Regions from separate parts of the Mus musculus genome. Here all the other regions are linked to region 2. A link is a contact called in public Hi-C and HiCAR-type data. All regions are on one chromosome and are shown on one strand. The core of a region is the stretch at or near the end of the contact, and the rest is flanking DNA. Distances in the headings are between cores, read along the strand shown.

Region 1 (4,246 bases), core at 86-2,585, 1.3 Mb after region 2:
CCCCTTGTGTGCTGCTTTTTCACTTTTAACTTTCAGATATTTAATTAAAATTTATTTTCTGTTTTTGGTGGTGGTGGTGGCAGTGTACTCCACAAATGAGCTAAGTTCCCAGCACTTAATTAAAATAACAAGAAAGATGTCTCCATCAAATTCTTAAAAACTTGTATATTTCAAATATAATACTCATTTATTCGTGGTAATGGATGATTTAAGTAACTTGGGTGTGAATTTTTTTTCTGTTGACACAATTGAATCTTTCCAATCAAGGGAAAAAAACTACTGTGTATTCTAGTTAAACTAATCTCTGAGAATGTTTCCTTTAGGGTATGAATAACATACAGTCTTAGAACAGCTGGCACATGCATCTCATTCTGGAGAAAGGTATAAACGTATAAAAAACTATGACCAAAAGAAAATATCTAAAACTCAAAATTATCCTCTCATGCATGACACCATACTTTAAAAGTGTTTAAGGTATAATATATTTAGTAAATAAATAACATTATTTACTAAAATATAAAAATTCTATTGTTTTAACATTTTACACCTTTAAAGAACATAACCTATTCCTTATTTTGGCTTATTCATATGGACAAGCATCTGCTTTTCATTTTTCAATGAAAAGGGGGCTCTTGATCTTTCCCTAGGCAGAGGAGGGAGTGGAGGTGGGGGGTGGTCACAGGGACAGGTGGAAGGCCTCTGGCACAGCAGAGGGAGGCTGTTAGTCCTGATCTACAACAGACTTCCTGACTCTCATCCACACGTGTGACCCAGCCGGTTGGCTCTGATTCTGAAAGACCGGACATCACTGCCCACCCGGGTAAGTAGCCTTTCCAAGCCCGGGTCCGAGGCTCCCTGCGCGGCGCGTCCTCGGGACCGGGATTCCGCGGCGTGGACACCGACTCGAGGCGCGGGCTGGAGAGGAGCAGACAAAGGCATCGGAAAGCAGCCTGGCGGGGACTGTGAGGGCCGGAGTCCGGCGACCGAAGCTGGGCTCCGTCGCCAAGAGCGTAGGCGAGGGCGGCGGCGGGACGGGGCCGCAGGCAGCGCCCGGGCGTCCGCGGGCTTCCGGGCAGCGGGGCCCCGCACCGCCCGCCCGCCCGCCAGTCCGCCCGCCCGGATGGGCAGCGGCGCTCCCGGCCCTCGCCCCACTCCAGCTTCCGAGTGGGTGCCCCAGCCTCTCAGCGTCTCTCTCACCTCCACAGGGCCGCGGCGGCCCTCACCGCGCCGGTGTCACCTGCAGCGGCCAGCACCGCCCGCGCTCGCGCCCAGAACGGCGCGACCCGGCGCACACGCCAGGCTGAGGCGGCCTCACGAGCCGCGGCCGCACCCGCCTGCGCCCGCTAGCCAGCCGCCCAGCAAGAGCGCCGAGGGGCGGGGCCTGATCGACGCGCCCGGGCCAATCGCAAGCTAGCGCCGCAGCAGAGCATCCAATGAGCGACGAGATCCTGCGGGTGGGCGGGTGCGGGCGGTGCCAGAGTGCAGCCCACCGCTGCACAGAGCCTGCTCTTCACCCTGCCCTCTCTGGCTCGTCCTCTCTGGCCTGTCGCAGTGCAGCGTCCCCACTCTCTTAGCGTCATGTCTCTTAGCGACTAGGTCCTCAGCGCTTGATCTTGAACGTGGGAGATAAAGGGAGCTCGAATGAAAAGAATAAATCTTTCCCTGTCACTCATTTTGCTATAAGCTGCTTAGGTTCAACAGAAAAAATATATGATTGGATAGGGCGTTGGCTGGGACTTAGAAACATACTGTAAACTGAAAAGCTGGCGACTTCTCAGATATAGTGTGGCAAATGTTCCAGTGTTAAACTTGGAAGGCTGATTGATGTTCAGTCTTAGAGCACTGATGGAAATGTATTAGTGGCCAGATGTGAGTTTTCGTTGGCAATCACTCCATGGTTCTGGCAAGATTAAACTAAAACAGTGTCCACTAATAAACCTGTTTGCAAGCAGAGAGAGACAGAGACAGAGAGAGAGAGAGAGAGAGAGAGAGAGACAGAGAGAGAGAGAGACAGAGACAGAGACAGAGACAGTGAGAACGAGCAATGTATTCAGTGTAAGCTGTATATCAAAAAGAATATAAGTAACTCTCAATGTTATGGTTTCGATCAAATCTTCATTTCTTTTTTGTTTCCCAGAGGAAGTTGAACGTTTGTTTGTTTTTTGTTGTTGTTTATTGTTTTCTCTTCAATCGCCTTATCTGCCAAGGCTTTCCTCCTACCACTCAAATAGATCTCCCTTCCCACTGGGGGGAGGTGGTCTCAATGTGCAGGTAGAGTCCAAATTATGCCCAAGGAATGAGGCTTCCACATTTGATAATGGGCCTCAGACCTCAGCGAAGCTCCGAGTAGCACGGTGAGAGAAGCACTTGGATCATTTCGCAGGCTCAGGCTTCCTGCTGGGAGCGAATGGTCCCTGTCTTGCTCTCAGGAGAACATGTGTTCACATTCAGCTTGAACTTCAGTGGCTGCACATAGAGCTTTCGACCTCCAAGTCAGATAAGTGTGGCAGCAGATAAGCCACGGTTTCTGCTTTATGAATGCTTCGTGATGCCCAGGTTTTTGTAACCAGACTTGTGAAGGGCTCATTTGTCAAATTAATGCATGCAGTAAAGGAAGCCTATCATCCATGGAACATTTATATATGCCAGGTATGCATCTGTTATCTACTTTAATCAACATGGCACACTACGAAGGTTATACAATTACTTTTTCTTTTCTTTTCTTTTTTTTTTTTTTGGTTTTTCGAGACAGGGTTTCTCTTTATAGCCCTGGCTGTCCTGGAACTCACTCTGTAGACCAGGCTGGCCTCGAACTCAGAAATCCACCTGCCTCTGCCTCCCGAGTGGTGAGATTAAAGGTGTGCGCCACCATGCCCGGCTACTCTTTTTTTTAAACAATAAAATAAAATACAAGATAAAACAAAAATTAACACACCAGAATTGGACAAACAGAAGAAAAAGAGACAAGAGAAAGCACAAGAGACAGAGACCAGCTTGCTCACACAGCAATCCCATAAAAACACTAAACTGAAAGCCATAATATATGTGCAGAGGGCCTGTTGCAGCCCTGTGCATGCTGCTTCAGTCTCTCAAGTTCTTGTGTGCTTGGCCATGTTGGTTTAGAGGGCCTTGTTTTCTTGGTGTCCTCCGTACCCTCTGCTGCTTACACTCTTTTCTCTTCCATGGGTGCCCTGTCCTCTGAGGGGAGGAATTTGATGGAGACATACATACCATTTAGGGCTGAGTGTTCAGAGGTCTCTCTCTCTCTCTCTCTCTCTCTCTCCCTCTCTCTCTCTCTCTCTCTCTCTCTCTCCCTCCCTCCCTCCCTCCCTCCCAGGGGAGGAATTTGATGGAGACATACATACCATTTAGGGCTGAGTGTTCATAGGTGTCTCTCTCTCTCTCTCTCTCTCTCTCTCTCTCTCTCTCTCTCTCTCTCTCTCTCTCTCCCTCCCTCCCTCCCTCCCTCTCACTCTCTCTCTCTGTAGTTAGTTTAACCCTAGGTCTCTGGTCTCAGTTTCTTGGTCAACTAAGCAGTGTGGGGTATGAATTTTGTCTTATAGAGTGGGCTTCAAGGCAAATCAGACACTGGATGGCTATGCCCACAAGCTTTGTGCTACCATTAAAATAGCATATCTTCTGGGCAGGACACCCTTGTCAGTCAGAGGGTTTGTGGCTGAGTTGGTGTTTATGTTTCTCTTTTGGTATCACGTTGAGTACCTTTCTGTACTAAAGGAACTAGCACACAGGGGTGAAGGCTCTATGTGGGCACCAGCTTGACTTCTCCATGTTCAATGAGTTGTGTATGTGTTGTCTTCAATAGTAGGGCCTTGCTGCCAGTTTGTGGAGAGCAACCTATAGTCCTGACAATAGCCTGAGTTGTTTGGGGATTCTCATGGGACACATTTGTTCAACAACTCAATTAGATGTAGCTCAATCCCAGGCCTGGAAGCTTCATTTGGTGACAAAGAGATGGCCAGTTGGGGCTCTGTCTCCCATTATTTGGCAATTTGATTTAGATCACCTTCATGTTTGTGTATATTTTAGGAAGTTCTGCTGTATTAGATTTTCTACTATTCAAACGGCCCTTAATTTTGGCTGTCTCTCTTGGTGTTCCTTTCCTTGTCCTCTCTCCCCTTCCCTTTCCCTCTAGAGCCTCCCATTCCAGCCCCCCTCATCCATCCATAACTATCTATTCTGTTTCCCTTTTCTAATAATCCATATGTCCCTCCTAGTTCCTTACTCT
Region 2 (4,068 bases), core at 1,168-3,667:
AGACTGAATTATTGAGAAGTAATATCCCCAGGATATCCAGCCGGGTAGAAACATACATATTTACATTACTGAACCTATCACAAGTGAAGTTACTTAAGGGTCCTTACCATGGCCTGTGAGCTCCTTGAGGGTAGGGAGGATGCCATTTCTGTCCCCAATCAGCAGTTTATGTATATAAACTAGGTAGAATATGAATATATATATATATGTCTTGAATTATTTTAAAATAATGTTCCTTACAAACTAAAAAAAAAAAAAAAAAAAAAAAACCCAAAAAACTAAGAATGCTAAGGTGGAGCAAGCCTTCTTTAGCCAAGAGGACATTAGAAAGTGAGCTTAGTACCAAACATGAGATGACAGTCCTTGATGAAATGGATTTATTTTGTGGTAGTGCTTAATCGCTATAATAAACTAAAATTCAAAAGACCATTTGCTTAAGATTAACTTTTGTCCCTCACTATGTAAGGATTCTCGTTTCTTATCATTCATAGTAGTAAGAGAAAACCCTAAATTTACTTTCCTCAAATGGAAAGAAAGAGGCAAATGACAGACCATTGCCACTAATTGCTTCCTTAAATCCTGCCAAGAAATGTATCCCATTAGGCAATTAAAAGAAAAGACAGTTGCCTGACTAAGCACTTCACAAGAGAATCTCTAAGGTTGTGTGCACTGGCATTCCATTATTCAAATACTGAAAAATACTCTAAGTAAAATGAAAAAAAAACAACAAAATAAAACCGCCATTCTATATGATATAAATTTCTATATTGAGACATATGTGATGTTAAGATAACCATTCTCTGTTTAAAATTATAAAAATAAAGTTATTCTAACACCAATGATAAATGACCATAAGACCAAAACTACTATACTTAGGTGTGTTCTCAGTTGTAGTCCTCTGAGACGATCTGAAATGGAGTGATTAAAATCCACAGAGACAGTACCAGCAACAACAGTGCACACACAGTACTTGTTAGAGTATCTGCACCGTCCACAGCTTCTACACACTTGTGTACCACTGCAAGGTAAACTGGCTACCAAAAGACCCACAGTCCAAGCTACAGGATGGTTAGGCAACAAGACATTAATCTACCCCTAAGCACGTCTTACCATTTCTTTGTACATTCAACCATCAGCTCCTGGTAGGAGGCCACAAACTGGAACTTGGATGCATGTTTTCCCACACGCTGCAGTCGCTTCCAAACTGAAGCCATGGTGATAGGCCAAGAGACTGGAACAGTTCTGGATTAGCAACACAGCAGCTTTGATAAAGCACACGAGCCTTGCATGTATGTCAGTACTTTCAACAAAAACTAGAACTTGAAATGATGCTTGGCGTCCATAAGTCTTCTCCCTGTCTCACAGGGTAAATCCTATCTTAGATCAATGGCCCAGTCAAGAACAGCTGATGTACAGGACAGGATGACTGAGAGGAGGTTCCCTCATGGAGACATCATCATTCCACTTCAGGGACTATATGACGTGGGTTCTGGAGAACTGAAAAGCAAAACACAGACAGAAAGAGAAAGAATATGAGGACAGACGCATGAGAAGTGTTAGATAAGACCGAAACAACCTCTGCTATCTGCGTGGTTTTCAAACAATGAAACAAAACCCCGGCCTCAAAAGCCAGTAACATCAAGGATGGAAGATACTAAGGAAGAAATGACAAATCACACCGAAGACAGGCGGCAATACACCAGGTTGTCAGAACCAACAATTGAGAGATGCCAGTCGGGCCCTGCCTTCCCTACCTAGCATAGCAGAAGGAAGAACAGGGCGGGAAAGTCAGGATGCTGTTTGATATATCTACCACCAGTTAGGAGTTATTTTTTAAATAAACTTTATTTTTCAGCTGATAATGAATAGCCTCGAGCTACTGAATATGTACTTAGCACAACCAGGGTGCAGGGAGAAATGCTGGTTCTGTAGGAGAGGGAAATGGATGGAGAACTAGCAGTGGAGGGAAATCTCACGGCAGAGAGAGGGCAAGGTCCCAGCTCCAGGCCACTTTGCTTCCCCTTCACCTTGGCTGCCAGGAGGAGGGGAATGGAAACTCCTGCCTGGGCTTGAAGCGATGACCAGCCAGGCCAATGGACAGTGCGAGGTGCGGTGCCTCCCTCCCCCATCAGGGGCAGCCGGCCTGAGCCTCGCCTCCTCACGCACCGAGTGCAGACCCCTGTCTCTCCGCAGAGACAGGCGTTGCCAGCTGCGGTCCCTGTCACCCAAGCCTTGCTGTTAGACCCCAGCCTCGGTCCCCGAACCCCGGCCCCTCCGCTCGTCCACTCCAAGCCCTCCTCACACCTCTAATCCCGCTGTCCCCTCCTTAGAGCCGCTCCTCGGTCGCCGCCGCCTCAGAAGCAGCTACCGCCACCGAGTCCTCCATCCCTGCTGGAGCCGCGTGGAACAGCGAAGCCCGGCGCGGTGCTCGTTTGCGGGAGCCGGGGTCTGCAGCTTCCCGGGCGGACGACGCCCGCCCCCTCCCGGAGCAGCGCCCCCTCCCCGGCAGAGCGCCCAGCGACCGTCCCCCTCCGGCCCGCCCGCCCGAGCGAGCCCTGCCAGAGCCGCGGTTCAGCGCCCAGATCCCCCTCCCCCGCCTCCCTCGGCCGCCACCACCATCATTACCTCCCCCGCCGCACCTCTCACACTAACCCTACCCACGGCGGCTCAACCTCCGTCCGCCTCGCCGCCATTGGCCGAGTCTGCGGGAGCCCCGCCTCCTCGGCGGGCGGGCCTTAGGACGAGCGAGGCACTCCATTGGTAGATCTTCATGCCGGTCATAGGGGATCCACCCCCCCAGTTTTTTTTTTTCCCTTAGGTGGAACCCGCCCGGTCTACCCTCTTCTTCTTTAAAAAAAAAAAAGTGTAAATCACGAAGGACGATCCCGCCCATTCCCTGGAATGGTTGAGGGCAGCGGGAGGCGGGAGGACTAAGAATGTTTATAGTGAACTGGAAAGCCATTGCAGAAGGTGGCTGTCCGTCAAAGGCGCCGTGGCTGCTGGGCAGGGTTTCTGGCTCCTGGTGTATGAACTGAGCAGAGTCTGATTCCAGCGGCTGCCAGAGACACTGAGGTGCTGTGGTTTCTCTCCTATTCTCTCCCATCCCCACCCACGAACTGGCTGCTCCTCTCCTGCGCCACTAGCAGCCAGCGGTTTTGCACACACAGCCTTTATTTCACTCAGTTCTTTCCGAGTTTTTCCCTGACCTTGCCAGGAGCCTGCCCCAGGTTCAAGGAGGGCTAAACTGGACATAAATGTTTACAGTACAGTCTCTTCTTGTCCTCATTCTCAGCATTTCTTTGAATCTTGCATTCTCGTGTTCCTTTGCGGTCTCATTATCCTCTGGTATGAGCTGTGGGTGGATTAGGGAGTGGTTGACTATGTGGAAAGGGTGGTTAAAGGCAAGGGAGAGGACGAAATAACTTAATAGTTTGAGAGCAATGTTGTTTACGTCTATTAAGAGGCAGCTGACATGGCCTGAAACTGTATTTCCAGAGGTTAGCATGGTTTTCCTGCTTCAACATCCAGGTTACTGAGATCGCTGAGATGTTAGGTGTACACCCTTGACATCACAAGTATATAGCACAAGATCCCTTTTGAGGCTGTGAAAGCTATAGACTTCTCAAGGGGCAGAAAATATCCATCCTATCCAAAAAACAAAAATTTGCTTTCAGCCTTAGATGTTTCACAGACATCTAAGGTGTAGAGAAAGAATGAAGAATAAAATTACAACTTTTCGGGACTAAACAGTAAAGTCAAATTAAGGAAGCTAGGGATGTACCTAAGAAAGGGGGTATGAGAGAAAGGGGGAGTCAGAAGAGGGCAGGGAAAGGAAGGGGAAGGGGAGAGAGGGGAGCCGAGAGTCAAAAAAGCAAAACTCAGCAATTCCTCCACAAGGAATGAGCAAAGAGTTTGGAAAGAAGATGGAAGCAAGCATGAAAAAGGCAAAATGCAAATTGTTTTCGGACTAATTCCTAATCTTATTAAAGTTGGAGGCAAATTTGTTAAACTGACTTTAAAGTTGTTGGTGTTCTGGGGAGGATTCTTTGTAGGAGGGGAAGGAGGAGG
Region 3 (3,727 bases), core at 337-2,836, 1.5 Mb before region 2:
CTTCTAGGTCAAAAGATCAGATAACATTAAATTCAAGTGCCCTACATATTATGAGTCTTATTAAATTTTTTCCAGGAGCTTTTTAATGATTTAAAAATATGTCTCTAAACATCAATAGATAAATCTGATACACTATATCTAATAAGAATCTAGTAAGTGCTATTTACTGATCTAGAAATTACAATGCTGGATCTAACTTGCTATTCGTGTGAGAGATATCCATGTATATGGCTACCATAGGTACTTTGTTTTAACAAATACACTTCTGGAGAGTGTTAAAAATGATCCCTACAAATGCCAACGTTTAGAAACTTATAAAATATGGTAAACTAGGCTGCTTATATCAACGCATTAGAGTTGAAGCAGAGTTCCCCCTAGAGTTTAGTATATATTTCTCTAATAGTTCAACAAATGTAAAATCTGATTTGAACCTTTCCAAAGTTCCTATCCCCACCACTATCCCCCCCCCGCAAAAAAAACACCTCGTGAAAGATATTTATGCCCTGAAGTTTGAGTAAAGTTTTACTTCTTTTAGTAAGAACTCTGAAACAGAACCAACGCTCCTTTGACGCTCCCTGCCCCCTCCCCGTTAATATTTACATGTATGAGTCAGTTCTTTCCTCAACCGCAACAGATTCAGATTCAGAGGGACATCACGCTATAACTTGAATAAACCAACAAGGTGGGGGCGGTAGGAAGCACAACTAGTCTCCGTTTCCAAAGGGAAAAAGAACCCACCACCGTTCACCCTCTGTCCCCGGCAGCACCTGCCACGTCGGGAGCTTAAAGAATAATGGCTCAACTTTCGGACGCAAGGAGGGAGAAGACACAGATAATTTCCTGAGGAGTGCCTAAAAGGTCCTCTCCGCAAGGGACACAGCTCTGGGCCGTCTCTGTCCGTTGGAGCATTCAGAGACCCTTCGAGGCGGCACAGTCCTGCAGCAGCCGGCCTCGGGCCTCCGCGAGGCAGACAGTGTTTACACCTGTCACGAGGGAGGTGGGAGCAGGAGGACGCCGGAGCGGAGCCCCAAACTTCTACACAGCGGCCGGGAGGGAACCCCGGCGCGCAGCTCGGGGCGGGTGGACGGCGAGAGGCAGGGCGGGCCACGGCGGCCGGGAGGGCACGGCTGGCTCTCCTCGGCCGAGCCTGGGATGCCGAGCGCCGTGCCACTCGGCTTCGGGCGCTGCCAGCGGCGTTCCGCACCCGCGGAGAAGAGCAGAGCCCGCGCCGGAGCTCGCAGGCCCGCACGCGGGCCGACGCGGGCAGGCGCTCCAGGCCGGGGCGACTAGCCGGGCCGGGTCCTCCGCACCCCGGGAGCGCGGCGGCAGCACTCACCTGGCTCGTCCCGGGCGGCCGCGATGGGCATGGCTCGGCGGCCCGGGGAGGAACTGGCTCCCCGGGGAAGGACCGGTTACTCGGACGCTGAGCTGGTGAGGGCGGAAGGGGAGCTGTTCCCAGCCCTGTCAGCGGCGCGGCGCCATGGACGCCCACCCGGAGTTTCAGCGCTGCCGCGGGACCCCCATCCCACTACCCTCCGCCCTCTTCCGCCGCCGCCGCCGCCTCCGCCTCCTCCTCCTCCGCGGAGACCCCCGCCCACTCCACACACTCTCCCATCATGCAGCGGGGAACCGCTGCTGTCCATACGTCACTTCCGGGCGCAGGTGGCTAGGTCGGGGCCGGGCGCTGGTGGGTGCCGGGGTGGGGGAGGACACTCCAGGGGAATTAGTGTCACAGACTTCTTACTTCTGCGCAGGCGCCGTCGTGTGGAACGACGTTCGCCATTTTGGTTGCGGGCAAACGGTCTTTTTTCCGTACTCACTGAAGTGTGGGCTGGGGACGTCCTCCCTCCCCTCCCGACCCTCTGAGGCAGCGCTCCGGGCCACAGACCTGAGCTTCTCTCCGCCCAGTACTTTCCCGATGAGCCGGGGAGAGGGTTAAGTTCCGCCTTGGAATAAAACTGCAGACGTATGGAAATACGGAACCAGATCTCTGCTGAAAAACCGGCTGGACAACATTCAGCAGCTTGTCCTTTTTGCCCGGAATAAAAGACTTTCATTCCCTTCCCTTTTTATGTAAGCCAACAAAAGAGGAAGCTGTTATTTAACAAACGAGAAGTGATTGTCCTACTTAAGACGAGAAGTCAGCAGGCAAACTAACAAATGGTCTTCTACAAAAATCAGTCCAGAATTGTGTTGGTGTTTGGAGAAGATGATCATTTTCATACATCTTTCCAATCAACTTGTGCATTTGAGCGATTCTATACAATAGAGGTCATAAGAGGTTTTTGTTTCCATCGGTTCCTGAGCAATTGGTCTTTTTTTAATAACATCTCCCCGTCCTTTATTATGACTCTGTTAGAAACCATTCCACTGTAAAACTCAGACAAAGCTGCAGGATTTTTATTCCTGTCTCAGACGGTGAACCCTGGACTCTACCCTACAAACCCTGAGCCCTGCCGGGTTCTCTTTCTGCCCACGCTGAATTATTTAAAATAGTTCCCAAACCGCAAAGCTCAGCAGTAACCGAAAGGAACAAGGACTGAAAACACCCGTCATCTCAGAGAACTGTCTAGCCCTTTGACTGGAGGAATTACACACGTTGAAAAAGATAAGGACAATAGCAATTCATCATGGTTTATCCTGCCTCTGCAATGTTCTAGACAAATTAACTTGAAGAACTAAAATAGACCCTCATTTGTCTCCTCACAATTCAGTCATTGCAAGATAACAGAGACTGCATTGCTGCTTTGTGGTTATGCTGAATATTTTTGTTATTGGCCAGTCACTGAAGTGAGAAAAATCTATATGGCTTGTCAAATTTATTCCTTTTGTATTTCGCCCCCTGCTGGTGTAGCTCGTGTGCAAATTAAAAAAAAAAAGTATGTCACTGTAAAACATGTTTATTGTCTGAGAATGAAAGTAAAAAAAAATGCGTGTAAAACTGAAAATTAATTTATTTCAGACAAACATATGTTTGTTTTCACTTGATAAATCTACCAAATAAGTACTGACTAAGATCCGAAGGAAACGTTTGAATGATGATTTTCAAATAATTTAAACCAATCAAAAATGTTTAATATAGTGATTCTAAACATTAAAAGGAAACCGTGCAGTTTGGGAAAGTATCTTCCCGATTTCACAAATTATATGATTACCAAATGATTATCTTTGTTAGGTAAGTGAAGAGGCTAACTCTGTTTACTTAATTTTTTTTTTTTTAAATCCATGGAAGCTGAGTAGCTATTTGTTCAAATGACTTGGGAGCACAATCAACCTACCTGTAATTGGATACTCTTACATGTGATTATGACATTTGGCATCAAGAAAAGAAAAACGCCTGACCACTTCTAATTTTTTCTCCTATTCAGCCTTGTTAAACAACTGAAATCATAATAAATAGTAAAGTTTATACTTATATTACCCCTTTTAGTCAAATGTTACATTGTAGTGCTATTGTTTACCTCTTAGACACTCAAATTTCTTTGACCTCTAAAAGCTCTTCCAGGGGGGAGGCTCTGTGAATCATACCTTAAGTAGAGAAACCTGCATCACACACAACACAGAGGGAAAACCCCTGGTTTTCTACTTTTATTTTGAACCAGGTTCTCCTATAACCCAGGCTAGTTCTCAGCCTGTAAACTAAAGAGGATCTTGAACTGATCCCCTATCTCTACCACCCAAGTGCTGTGATTACAGGTATGTGTCACCATGTCCACTATTTTTAAAT
Region 4 (3,871 bases), core at 1,002-3,501, 1.5 Mb before region 2:
TTCAAAACAGAAATCAAAACGAGGATTGGGAGTGTAGCTAAGTTGTAGAAACCTTAACTAATGTGCACAAGGTTCAGTCCCTAGCACCACCCCAGAAGTTAACAATAATTAATACCTCCGCACTGGCTAAGTAGAATTACAGTTAAGTACTTAGCAATTAGGTATGCATATATGCATCCATTAACTAAACATATGGTCTGAAGAGAATCAAGAGCTACTAAGGCAAGCATTAACATCTATCAGCAAACAGACTTCTTTTGTTGTTTTTTATTCTTTTCTCTCGGCCTCGAGACAAGTTCCGGGCAACAAATTTCTTGGACATGAAGAAATTCTTAAAGAGCTCTTGGCACACAGTAGATACAGAGTAAGTAGGGGCCCTGCCAACACTGCATCAGGCACTCAAGGTACCTACCCTGAACGGCTGGTCTGGGATGAATGGAAAGTAAGGGATTGCCGACTGCTCCTCGCCTCTTTCTCCTGAGATACAAGAGTTTCTGAGCAGCTGCCGGTCTGTGAACACAGCTTTGAGTTCAATTGCCACATCGGCAGGAGGATCTTCAGAGTCTCCACAGGTCAAGCTGATGGCAAAGCTAAAAAGAAAACAGTGTCACTTAGCCAGGAGTCAGATGTAACATTTTAACTTGACCCAGTTCCTCCTCCAGTGGGTTCATCGGCTTTTAATGGGCTGCTACTGTTTACACAGTTTAAACACAGACACTAAGGATTACACTCAAACCAATAGATTTTGTTACCTAAAGTAGGCTCTGGTGAAAACTCCAGTGGAACTGAAAATAATTACAACTGAAGACTTCAAATGCCTCAGGCCACCCTTGCATTAATCCATCTCAGAGTTCTCAAAAACAGCCACAGAACTTGACAAGGGAAACATCTTGTAAGTTTGGTTCTTATTTATTCTAACAGGTTTGGTTACGACTACCGTGTTTCAAAACCATAAAAAAAGAAGTCTTTTGGCCTTCTCAAGGGTCAAAGATTAACTGTAGGCCTATTTTTATCATCACTGATATAAATAGCTATCTGCAGAGATGATGGCTAGGATTGATACACATTCTTTTCATGGGAACATGGTACTTTCTTGGCACTCCTAACTAGTGACACTGTGCAAGTAGGGTAAGGGGAGGAGGCAGCCGCGGGACTCAGCAATGGCAGGGCTCTGCCCTTACCTTTCGGGGTTGAGATCTACGATGCCCATCACTAATACCTTCTTGCCTGGTCTCATGCCACCTTTAATGTGCCCACAAAATGGAACTATCTGCAAAGGAAGAGGGGAGAGACAGGATGTTTATGGGCTGTTAGAGACGAGCCAAACCCTCAGCCCTGAGAATCAGACCCATTAGAAAGCAAGGAAATGCACCAGAGGGGAAAAGGATAAAGGCAGAGACACGGAGCACATTGATTTACCAGTCGTGGGAAGTACACGTCGGCTTGAACTGGAGAACCCAAGGAGTTGTTTAAGTGCCCATCATCAAGTTTCTAAAAATAGAAGCACACAGATTGGCTTTCCACAGACCCTTGTTTATTAGGGAGTGAATGGAAGGATGAGGAATCAACACAAATCTGTAGTGATCCAGCAGCCCTCCACAGACACACATACATATGATGCCTCTTTATAGCCCATTAAATAACCGCGAAACAAAACCCGGCCTTTCCATCCGGTCTAAGCCTCTGATGATCCCCAGGCTCTTGAGACCGGATCAAATTCAAGGTCGCGGCCCACCCGGGAAGCAAAGCCCGTGTAGGTGGGCGGCAGGCCCCTCTCCAAGCACAAACGCTCCCGGAGTCTCTGCCCCCTGGCCTGTCCTCGGGGACGTGGCTGGAGTGCAGCGGCAGCGCTCGGCTTCTCTCCGGAGCCCCCGGCGCGGGACCGTTTCCAAAGGGGTAAATCCCGGACGCCGGGACCGCGGCCCCACACTAACCCACGTGCACGCACACGCGCCCAGCGCGCACCTGGCCGGCGCCCTCCTGCCCCGCGCCCGGGGCCCCCCGAGCTCGCACCCCGCGGCGGCTGACAGGTACCGCGCTTCCCGCGGCACCGCGGGTCCGTAGTCCTTGCCCCGGCCCTCTGAGCTACCCGCCTCGCGGGAGGCCGCTGCACTCACCACCACGGCGTCGCTGTCGGCCACCGACCCCGCCATGTTCCTGCAGCGAGCGCCGGGGACGCGGCGGCGGGCGCGGGTCCGAGCCGGGCGCGCGCACACACGGGCGCGCGTGCACGCCCCAGGCTGGCGCGGCCGCAGGCCCGGGAGGGGGAAGGGAGGCGGGCGGCGCGGAGATCGCGGCGGCGAGGGGATGACGGTGGCGAGGGCCGCAGTGCGTTGGCCTGGGGTGGCATTTAAAGGCGGCAGGGCTCGGCTCGGGAACCGAGAACCGGGAACAGGGCGGGGACGGGGCCCGGGAGCCGCGGCTTGCTAAGCGTGCCCTGCCCTACGGCCATTGGACCACGGCTGAAGGCCGGAGGGCGGTGGCCTGTCGGCGGGAAGGTGGGTGGGGCTGGGGAAAGGGGTGAAGGGAGGGCCCAGGTGGGCCAGGTGACAGGTGCTGGGGACACTCCTGGTCGGTACCCTACTCACTCACCTCCTTCCGCATCCTGGGGGACTGTGGGGGTGGATCAGGAGTGAGGTCGAGAGAAGGTGGAGGACTCCAAAGAGGAAGACCTGGTATGGCTTCTTTCAGAGAATTCCAACCTAGTGGGAGGAAAGATAGTTGCACTGTTTGGAGGAGAAGGAGAATGGAGGTCCAAGGCTTGTACATATTTGACCCTAAATAAAGAAGCAGCCAGGACTCTAGGGGGACAGTTTGCTGAGCGCCGACCAACCCTCTGTTCCCAGGGAAGCGCAGGCTAGTGTCGGGGTCCCGGAAGCATTCTTCAGCAGGTGCCCGGCCAAGCCGCAACTTGAAGTGGACACAGTTTCTGTCCTTAGCTATTTTACGTCACTTGCTTAGTTTGGGGTAATGGAGTCTCCAGTCCTTCTTTGTGTAATACTTCCTAGGGAATACACTCCTCTTTCACGCTAAGGCTCAGACTCCTGTAATGGTATCCTGACACTAGCATAATTATGTAACTTCTCAGATAAGGCTGTATCAACATACTCTCTATTAGGTGACATACTCGGCTTGCCCAATGCACTGTGTGAATCACCACACTAATAAGCAAGGAGCTTGAGCAAGTGAGCTGCTACAGTCCCAGAGGGGCCCTTTGGGGGACCTGGCGTCTCTGCAGCTTTTGTGTCCCTTTATGGACCAGTGCTAATCATGGTAATCTCTGTGGGACAGGGAACATGCCTGTAATCCACAGTCGGAGCCTTTGTGGAAGTGGTTCTCAGAATTAGAGACTGAAGAGTTGTCATTGTGGCTCCCATTTTGCTCCTGTTTACTCATCTGAGCTTGAGAATCACACCTATTAATTATTCTAACATACTAGGCAATTACAAGAAACTTGATATTTTAAAGTCATACTTTGATTCTCTGAATTTCTAAGAGTCAGCATAGGGAAAAAATCATTGAATTATTTGCTATTAGCTAAGCGTGGTACAATATATCATGGTTATTATAAAGGGCTGGTGTCTTGGGTCCAAATTTAGTTTCTTATTACTGATAGTAGCGTGCCTTAATTTCTTCATCAGACATGATAATAATTACTACGATGATCCTATCTTGAATTACTGTGAAGATTAATAAATTGGTTCACACACCTTCCCCAGAAGAACACTCAGCACATTCTAAGCAACAGTTTTGAGTGTCTGCTGTTGACCAAGAGCTGAGAATTAGCAGGGGCATTGCTGAAATTACATTGTAGCGAGGAGAGGCAGACATAAGCAAACTTGCAAGTATATAGGTAGTAAGACAGAAAAAT
Region 5 (3,861 bases), core at 391-2,890, 1.2 Mb before region 2:
TGCCACCGCCAGCAAATGTGCCATTAGCCTCTGTGTCCTCGAGCTCCCTGCTCCTTCACTGCTCTCTTCCACCTTTGCCAATAAAATACACAAACGTGGAAGCCGTGAGTCAGCCCACATTCAAATGATCTTTGAAGCACTTCCTGACCCTGCCTGAGTCTGAGGTAGTCTGAATTTTCCTATGACAGCATAGATCACACTGAGTCCATTTATCTGTCTCTTCCTTGGCAGAGAGAGGGGACAATGAATACAAAGTATGTCTCTTTTATATCTTTACAGCTCTATTTTTGAGGCCCAATAAAGTGCCTGGCACATAGTAAATACCTTTACTTGTTTTTTAGTATTTTATTTAAATATCTACATTAAATATTTTAAATACAGGTGTCTTGCCTGCATATATGTCTATGGGCCAATGAGGCCAGAAGATGGTGTTGGATTCCCTGAAGTTACAGGAGGCTGTGAGTGTCCACATTGGTGCTGGAAAAGAAGCCAGGTCCTTTGGAAGCGTGACCAGTGCTCTTAACTGCTGAGCCCTGCTGAGCCATTCTCTGTCTCCCGTGTACTTGTTTCTTAAATTACTTATTTCTTCATTGATCAAATAATTATGTGGTCTGTGGGCATCCAGGGTTTTTGATCCTAAGACTATTTGAAAATCCTTAGTTTCCCATCTTGAAATAGATGTCTGATTCCTTGGCATTAATGTTTTTTCTTCCAGGTTCTAGGTACTCTATTAAGGGAAACTGAGGCAAATTACCTGTAAACCTTCTGGAGAGCCAGTACTGTGTTTTCTCACACCACCATACATGCATACCTGGTCATTTAGAAAGGGTGTAAGACTTAGCTGAGCACAACATACCCATACCATGTTTCAAGGTGCCGTATGTTGTAATTTGATAGTGAGAAACTTGAATCGGCTAATACATACATTGAACAGTTCTGAACTCTCTCTACTTATCTTTTGAATATATATTTATGGAATCTGGATGTTTGAAGAACTATAGATTTTCAGATGAACAAATTGCAGTACAATGATCCAACAATGCTGTTAATGCTGAACTTGGGTTGGAATTAAATGTAACTAACCGAACAAAGAAATTACAGAATTCTGTTAATGGTCACGCTCCCTACAGTTTTATAACCTAATTGTTAAAACACTAAGAACAAGTAGATTTTTAGTACCTTGGGTAATTCTCTTGAAGGAGGCAAAGGAAGGGGGTATTTATGATTTGCAGAAGAAATCTAAACAACCAAGGAGACTGCCATGTCAAGAGGAAGTTAGATTTCACTGGGCACTTGGAAGTGGTTGGGGGTGGGGTGAAGCAGGAGGGACTGGCTGTGGGCAGGAACCCAATGGCACCAAAGACACAAGACCAGCCTTGTTTAGTCAACTACAGTCCAGAACCTTCAGGCTTAGTGAATGGGTGACTATGGCAACAGTCCCCGCCCCAACCCCCTTGCGCGTGCACAGCGCAGAGCCAGCAGTAGGCTCCTCCACAACAGATACTTTTTTTTTTCTCTCTCGGTAAAGAGAACTACAGTTCCCAAGAGCCCTCTCGGCACCGCCTCGCGATGTGGCCCTGCCCCTTACCCTTATGCCCCGCCCTCCCGCTAGTCCCGGTCCCTCCTTCCCAGTGTGTGTCAGTGACCCAAAGGCGGTTCGAGGCGGAGGGACCGTCGGGGGCGCCGCCGCCGCCTTCTCCAGCGCCAGCAACAGCAGCAGCAGCGGCAGCGACAACAGCAGCAGCGGCAGCAGCGGCCGTGCGGCGCCACCGGATCTGCCTGCAGCCCGGGGAGCTCACCACAAAGCGGGCCCGAGCCTCCCTCTCTAGTCCGCGCTCGGCTCTGCGTTCCACTCGGCCTCGCGGGGCTCGGCGGCTGGCGGGAAGGCGGCGGGCTCCGCTGGTGCCTGCGTTCAACCGGTGCTCGCGCCGCCCCCGCGCCCCGGGTGTCCGTGCGGCGGGCCGAGCTGGCGTTCCGGCCACCAGCAGTCGTCCGGTGAGTGCGGCGCGGGCGGCGAACGGGGGCGCGAGGGCCGGCGGCGCGGAACTTCCTCCGAGCCTTTGCCGGTGGCGGCGCGGCGGCCTGCGCGCCCGCCCGCCCGCGGGGAGGCGGCGGGGAGCAGAGTTTGCGGCGCCGCATCCCGCGCGGAGGGAGGAAGCGCCTTTGTGAGGAGCTGCCCGGAACGCCCTCCCCCACGGCTGGAGCGGGTGCGCGGCGGAGGGGAGCCCCAGCTCGGCGGCCCGGTTCTCGCTCCCGCGGCCAGGCTGCAGGCCGGCGAAGTGGAAGGGGAACAAAGGGGCGGTGGGCTTTTCTTTTGTTTGTGTGAATCTGATAACTTCTCAGCTTCCTTACGTAACACAGAATTCCAAGTTAGTCATTCTTTTTATTGTTATGATTATTGTCATCATCTCTGCGTGCCTCTACGTTTCCTTTCATCTTGGGAATCTCAGAGCATTTTAAAAACACTAATTAATTTCACCTCCCGGCCCTTGCCAAGCCCGTTTCCGTACGTGGGTAAACTGAGGTCCAGAAAGCCCTCAAATTGATGGATACGCTTGATGTACCGCGCTGGTGTCTGAGGCTCCGAAAGCGTTTATGAGTAATAACTCATTCTCCAAATGCCCTGTGGAAAAGTTAAAGATGCTCATTTTACTTACAGGTTAAATGAAGTCTGGAAGAAGTCTAGGTAATTGTTAGGTAGTTGAAACAATAATTCTTTTTAAATAGTATTTGAATCTTAAAACCTCAAAGGACTTTCTGAAAAATGTTCCGAGTGGTGAAGATACTGTAAGTCATCAACTCACTTCGCCATATATTATGTTTATATGTGCAGATCTCTTACAAAGTCAGACAACAATGATGAGGGAGGGGATAGTTTTTACTTAACCTACATTTAACATGTTTAGTCACTACTCACAATATGCTCGTTGGTTTTAGCCCCAGCACTCTTCCATCAACAAATATTGAGCATCTCATCCACAGGACGCTTTATTAAACCGAGAATTGAAGCTTTTGTGTATCAAAGGTTGTCTGTTTTGATTCAAAGGCTCTTTACTTTCGGGTAGTAGAGTGTTACTTTGTCTTCGTAGCAGGTGATCTTTTGTGTCAGATAGCACAATGTCTTTTCTCCACATTAACCGAGTTTGCCTAGTCGTGTGAATTTAAAGTTTTTGAATTGTGAACAGGGTGCAGTTCCTCAATTTCTTGTTTCGGTTTATGATGCATTTTCACAGGTAACAACATATTTCCCCAGAGTATTCAAATACACATACTTGAAACATTCTCCTTATTGTCTAAATATAGCATATAATTTCTTTGGGTTTCTTTCTTTCTTTTTTTTTTTTTTTTCACAGTTAACATCTGTAGTAAATACTCTGAGGGCAATTAATCTTTTAAACACTTTTGGTATCAAATGGAAGGTGTGAAAACTTTAAATCAAGTGTTATTTCTACAAGTTCTTTTCCTAAGTTGTATGAGATTTAGAACTGTAATAGCATTATTTTCATTTACACACTTAATTTAATTTTGTAATGCCCCCAGATTTTAAATCTAGTAGGTGTGTCAGAAAACGAAAGTGAGACTTTAGATATTTTTTCTTCTGTTCCCCAACCTATCCCCTTTCTGAAGTTTGTTAAGAGATCTGTTGAGCAATTTGAAAATGGAACACTTAAATGTATAGAAGATTGCTTATATGGTTATAGTGTTTCATCTGATAAATTTAAGGAATCTTAACCACCTAGGTTTTTAGTGTAAACTGGAAACCACCTTAGTTGGAGACTTGGCGGTTATTTGTGTGTTCCTTAAAATTAGCATTTAAGTAACCTTGTATTGACCTTTTCTGATAGTACTTACCAGCCAGCT
Region 6 (3,723 bases), core at 1,138-3,637, 1.4 Mb after region 2:
GCTGGCAGTGGTTCAGGGTGGGGACATTTTTAGGCAAGAATAAGAAATGACTGAAATTATCAAAAAGCTACCAAAAGCAAAAAGCCAGGAACAAAATTAGGTCTCTTGATGTTAAGACAGATGATCTCTAGATTCCTTGCTAACAACAGTAGGCATTTTTACAGTTCAAAGCACATTAGATAATGCTTCTTGTACCAGATACAATGTTTAGAGGTTCTTAGCCTGTGGTCATAACCCTCTTGGCAACCTTTTATCTCCAAAAATATTTACATTATGATTCCTAACAGTAGCAAAATTATATTTATGAAGTAGCAACAAAAATAATTTTATGATTGAGGTCACCATAACATGAAAAACTGTATTAAAGGGTTGTAGCATTAGGAAGATTGAGAACCACTGGTTTGAAGATGAGTGTTCAAACAATATTTAAAGGTATAATTATGTTAAAAACTTTGGTGAGTTAAGAAAAATTCAGAAGGCGATTGCCTGTAAGTCCCAACACTGCGGAAGTTTAGGTAGAAAGACCACTGGGAGCTCAAGGCTACCCTGTCTCTCTGGCAAGACATCTGTCTAGGAAGAAAGAAAGAAAGACACACAGAAAGAAAGGAATAAAAGACAGAAAAAAAAAGAGAAATGAATAAGTGATTTCTTAAATACTTTGAGTACTGCATACTGTAGGTACTGAAATGGATGGAAAAATACAGATTATACGTGTATAGTTATATCACAGAGGACCTAGGTATTATATAAAATCTTTTTTTTCTTTTTTTTGGTTTATTTATTTTATTTTCAATATATAGCTATCTTCAGACACACCAGAAGAAGGCATTGGATCTCATGCCTTCTTGGATCACAACTCATGGTTGTGAGCCACCATGCTGTTGCTGGGAATTGAACTCCAGACCTCTGGAAGAGCAGTCAGTGCTCTTAACTGCTGAGTCATCTTTCCAGCCAGCCCCAATAAAATCTTAAAGAGAAAAATCATCTACCTAAAGAAATAAAATGTTAACTTTTCAATAAAAAAATTTTCAGTGCAAAATTTTCTCATTAAAAAACTGATATAAAGACAAAAGTATAATTTAAAAAAGGAATCCAATATCACATAGGAACATAAATCTTAAAATAATACAGAATCCAGGACAGTATATTAAAAAAAGGAAGCTAAGTAGGTTCATTTAAAAATGCAAGATAAGTTCAACATTAATGGAATAACCCATAATTGCATACCATTAGTAAAACAAATATAAACAGGTACAGAAAACAATCATAAAATTTAAGGCACATACAACAAAACAACAACAAACCCAGAAGGCTAAGTAATGTTCAGAGAAGTTTAACGGGATAGCAAAGAACACACTTAGAAACATTCTAATGAAAGTATCACCAATAAGTGTTGCTTTAACACGAAAAATACAGCTTATCACTCTAATTGTATCTATTAGTTACTGTGCCCAAGTGTTTTAGTACTTTTAAAAGAGCACCAGATTTTCCAATAAGAGAAAAGTACTCCAACGTACAGAGATTTTTACGCGCCAGGAAAACGTACAAACTTGCTCTGAAATCATGTCGCCTGGATTAAGGTATCTATTTATCCAAAGAAAACACAGGTTCCTGAAACTCTAATTCTGTTTTAAATTTTTAAAAGTTGCAGACCCATTTGTTACTGATTTAAATCAAAGCAAATAAAAACTTTATAGGCCTTAGACGACAGTCACACACACAATTTTGTACACAAAGGCTACCCACAGACCTCGAATTCCTGTCTTAGAATTCTTTCAACCCTCAACCTAAACGTTAAGTTATGCTAGAAAAGAAAGCCAAGGGTAAGAGCTTGGATTCCATGTTGCGTAAACGTGACCTTTGGGTCGTTCAACCAACTTCTGGAGAGGCTGTAAAGCTTTTCCATGACTTTTGCTCTCTATCCTTGTCCTGGCTGGGCCAACGTCGCGCTCGGCAGCAGACCCAAGCTCGTCGCTTTGAAGCGGGTCAGGCTGTCCCGCCCCCCCATGTCCCGCAAAAGCGAAAAGGCAGGGAAGCGCCGCTTTTCTTTCTAGCTCCTGCATCCGTGGGGCCGGCGGGGCGCCCGGGGGAAGAACGGGCGGTCGTACAGCCAGCAGACTCCAGACCCGCTCTGCACTCGCCCCGGGCCGGCAGCGGGAAGCGACGCCTCCCCCCAATAACGGCTTCAACCGCCTCCTGCCAAGTCCCCGCTCTGGCCTCCAAAGTCGCGGCCCAAACACCTCACACTCACTGGTAAGTGGGGCCGGGGCCGGAGCCCGGCCCGGGGCCGGCCCCGGGAATTCTGCGAGACTCCCAGGGTTTGGGGGGCGGCGGCGGCTGGGAGGCCATCTCTCCGCCAGCTCCGCTCCGGCTCAGGGAAGCGACTGCGACGGCTGGGTGAAGGAGCGCCTCGCTTGCCAGGCACGACAGGCAGAACACCGAGCCCTCCGCCCCGCCCACGCCTGACGTCAGGCCAAGGCGTGTGGTCAGGCGAAGCTGGAGGAAGGAGGAAGGGAACAGCTAATTTGCTGGGGTGTGGGAGGGGGTCGGGAGTCGGGAGAGCGGGACGTCCCTCTTTCTTTTCCCTAGTCTGGGTTTCAAATTTGAGTAGGGGCTCATCGACGTTTCTGGCAGCAGCTACTACGACCTAGGTGCCGAGTCCGTCGGAGGCTCCTTTGCCGGCCGACCCTTTAAGGCTAGCAGTAAAGCCCCTCGCAGTCTTTCGTTCGTAGAGCTAGGGGGAGTGCAGGCTGCCAGGCGGACAGCCTTACAGGTCACCGTGTAAGACGAGGGGGTTCCTGCATTCCTCTCGTGAGGGGCCTGGTACTTTCGTTGTAAAGCTCTGGTTTTCTTGGGGAACACAACGGCTGAGCGCAGTAGGTGCGCTGTCTTTACTCTTCCCCGTTCCCACCCAGGGCCGAAAAGGGTTAAGACTCGGCTGCGGCATCTTGGGAGAAGGTAAGGCCTAGGAAGTACGAGGTGAGGGGTTAGGGACTGGGTGTCGAAGAGGCGTAGCTGCAGTCCCTTTTGTTTGTTAGTCAGGTGGAGTGAGTGGTAAGTTTCTAGAACCTCAGCACATAGAGTTAAGGGCTTGTTTGGCCAGAACAGAGCTTTCCCCTTACCTTTCCCCTACTCCCATGCCAGAGGACGAACTATGCCTGTGCAGGAGGAAATGCATTAAAAAAGATCTTATGGTGTGAAACTCAAGACTGTTTCAGCTACCCCCCTCTCCCCCGCTGGCTTTGATTCTCTATTTAGCCTAGGTTAGCTTTGAACTCATGGAGATCTTCTTGTTTCTTGTGTACTGAAATTATAAGCGTGAGCGCTTACACCTGGCAAGAAGATGCATTTTTACATAATTATTTCCAACTCCTCATAGACTCTTTACTTAACATTAAATTAATAGGTTAAGTGAACTGATAGACGGGATTATGAAACTGAAATAAATACTTGGCCACATGGAGTTTCTTGATTTTTTTTTCTTTAATAGAGTATATTCCCATATTGTAAGTACTTCCTTGAAAGGTTTACACAGGCAACCCTGAGTGGTCCCAAGTCCCGGAATCGGAAAGTTTTTAATGTCATGTCCAGAGCAAGCTTGTCTTTCTTTGTTCCTCTCCCCTGTAATCCACATACTCACTTAGTCAAGTTCATATTTTAGAATATAGATATGACAAGCAGTATTTGAAGGGTACAAAATAGAATTTTTCAAATGAAAGCTTT

The links. A called contact is a pair of places that touch in the nucleus more often than the background predicts. HiCAR-type assays count read pairs that join an accessible place to other places.
Region 1: a contact with region 2 is called in a Hi-C map of CD8 T cells, with 4 times the contacts expected there. The contact joins the promoter of 0610010F05Rik here to the promoter of Ehbp1 in region 2. A contact is called at or near these places in 2 of 484 Hi-C or Micro-C datasets (B cells and CD8 T cells) and 1 of 9 other capture datasets (liver).
Region 3: a contact with region 2 is called in a HiCAR-type map of astrocytes, with 2.0 times the contacts expected there. The contact joins the promoter of Aftph here to the promoter of Ehbp1 in region 2. A contact is called at or near these places in 2 of 39 promoter capture datasets (liver and pre-B cells) and 1 of 115 datasets of contacts at active chromatin or transcription factors (astrocytes).
Region 4: a HiCAR-type map of astrocytes shows a contact between it and region 2, with 4 times the contacts expected there. The contact joins the promoter of Lgalsl here to the promoter of Ehbp1 in region 2. A contact is called at or near these places in 2 of 39 promoter capture datasets (both in liver) and 1 of 115 datasets of contacts at active chromatin or transcription factors (astrocytes).
Region 5: a contact with region 2 is called in a HiCAR-type map of astrocytes, with 3 times the contacts expected there. The contact joins the promoter of Peli1 here to the promoter of Ehbp1 in region 2. A contact is called at or near these places in 1 of 39 promoter capture datasets (liver), 1 of 484 Hi-C or Micro-C datasets (CD4 T cells) and 1 of 115 datasets of contacts at active chromatin or transcription factors (astrocytes).
Region 6: a contact with region 2 is called in a Hi-C map of B cells, with 5 read pairs. The contact joins the promoter of Pex13 here to the promoter of Ehbp1 in region 2. A contact is called at or near these places in 4 of 39 promoter capture datasets (embryonic stem cells, hippocampal neurons, liver and 1 more) and 1 of 484 Hi-C or Micro-C datasets (B cells).

The regions. Positions count from the first base shown.
Region 1 is chr11:23,632,296-23,636,541 of GRCm38.p6, forward strand. 0610010F05Rik (RIKEN cDNA 0610010F05 gene) reads right to left here and starts at 1,336. Exons shown (of 22, transcript NM_027860.3): 1 at 1,198-1,336.
Region 2 is chr11:22,284,378-22,288,445 of GRCm38.p6, forward strand. Ehbp1 (EH domain binding protein 1) reads right to left here and starts at 2,418. Exons shown (of 25, transcript NM_153078.4): 1 at 2,305-2,418; 2 at 1,111-1,497. The coding sequence starts at 1,214.
Region 3 is chr11:20,739,970-20,743,696 of GRCm38.p6, forward strand. Aftph (aftiphilin) reads right to left here and starts at 1,587. Exons shown (of 10, transcript NM_001290545.1): 1 at 1,337-1,587. Gm46272 (predicted gene, 46272) reads left to right here and starts at 663. Exons shown (of 1, transcript NR_168691.1): 1 at 663-3,420.
Region 4 is chr11:20,828,857-20,832,727 of GRCm38.p6, forward strand. Lgalsl (lectin, galactoside binding-like) reads right to left here and starts at 2,252. Exons shown (of 5, transcript NM_173752.4): 1 at 2,118-2,252; 2 at 1,420-1,491; 3 at 1,182-1,270; 4 at 413-590. The coding sequence starts at 2,153.
Region 5 is chr11:21,089,684-21,093,544 of GRCm38.p6, forward strand. It overlaps Peli1 (pellino 1), which reads left to right and starts at 1,641. Exons shown (of 7, transcript NM_023324.2): 1 at 1,641-1,995.
Region 6 is chr11:23,663,496-23,667,218 of GRCm38.p6, forward strand. Pex13 (peroxisomal biogenesis factor 13) reads right to left here and starts at 2,388. Exons shown (of 4, transcript NM_023651.5): 1 at 2,252-2,388. The coding sequence starts at 2,349. Pus10 (pseudouridylate synthase 10) reads left to right here and starts at 2,497. Exons shown (of 18, transcript NM_028304.3): 1 at 2,497-2,958.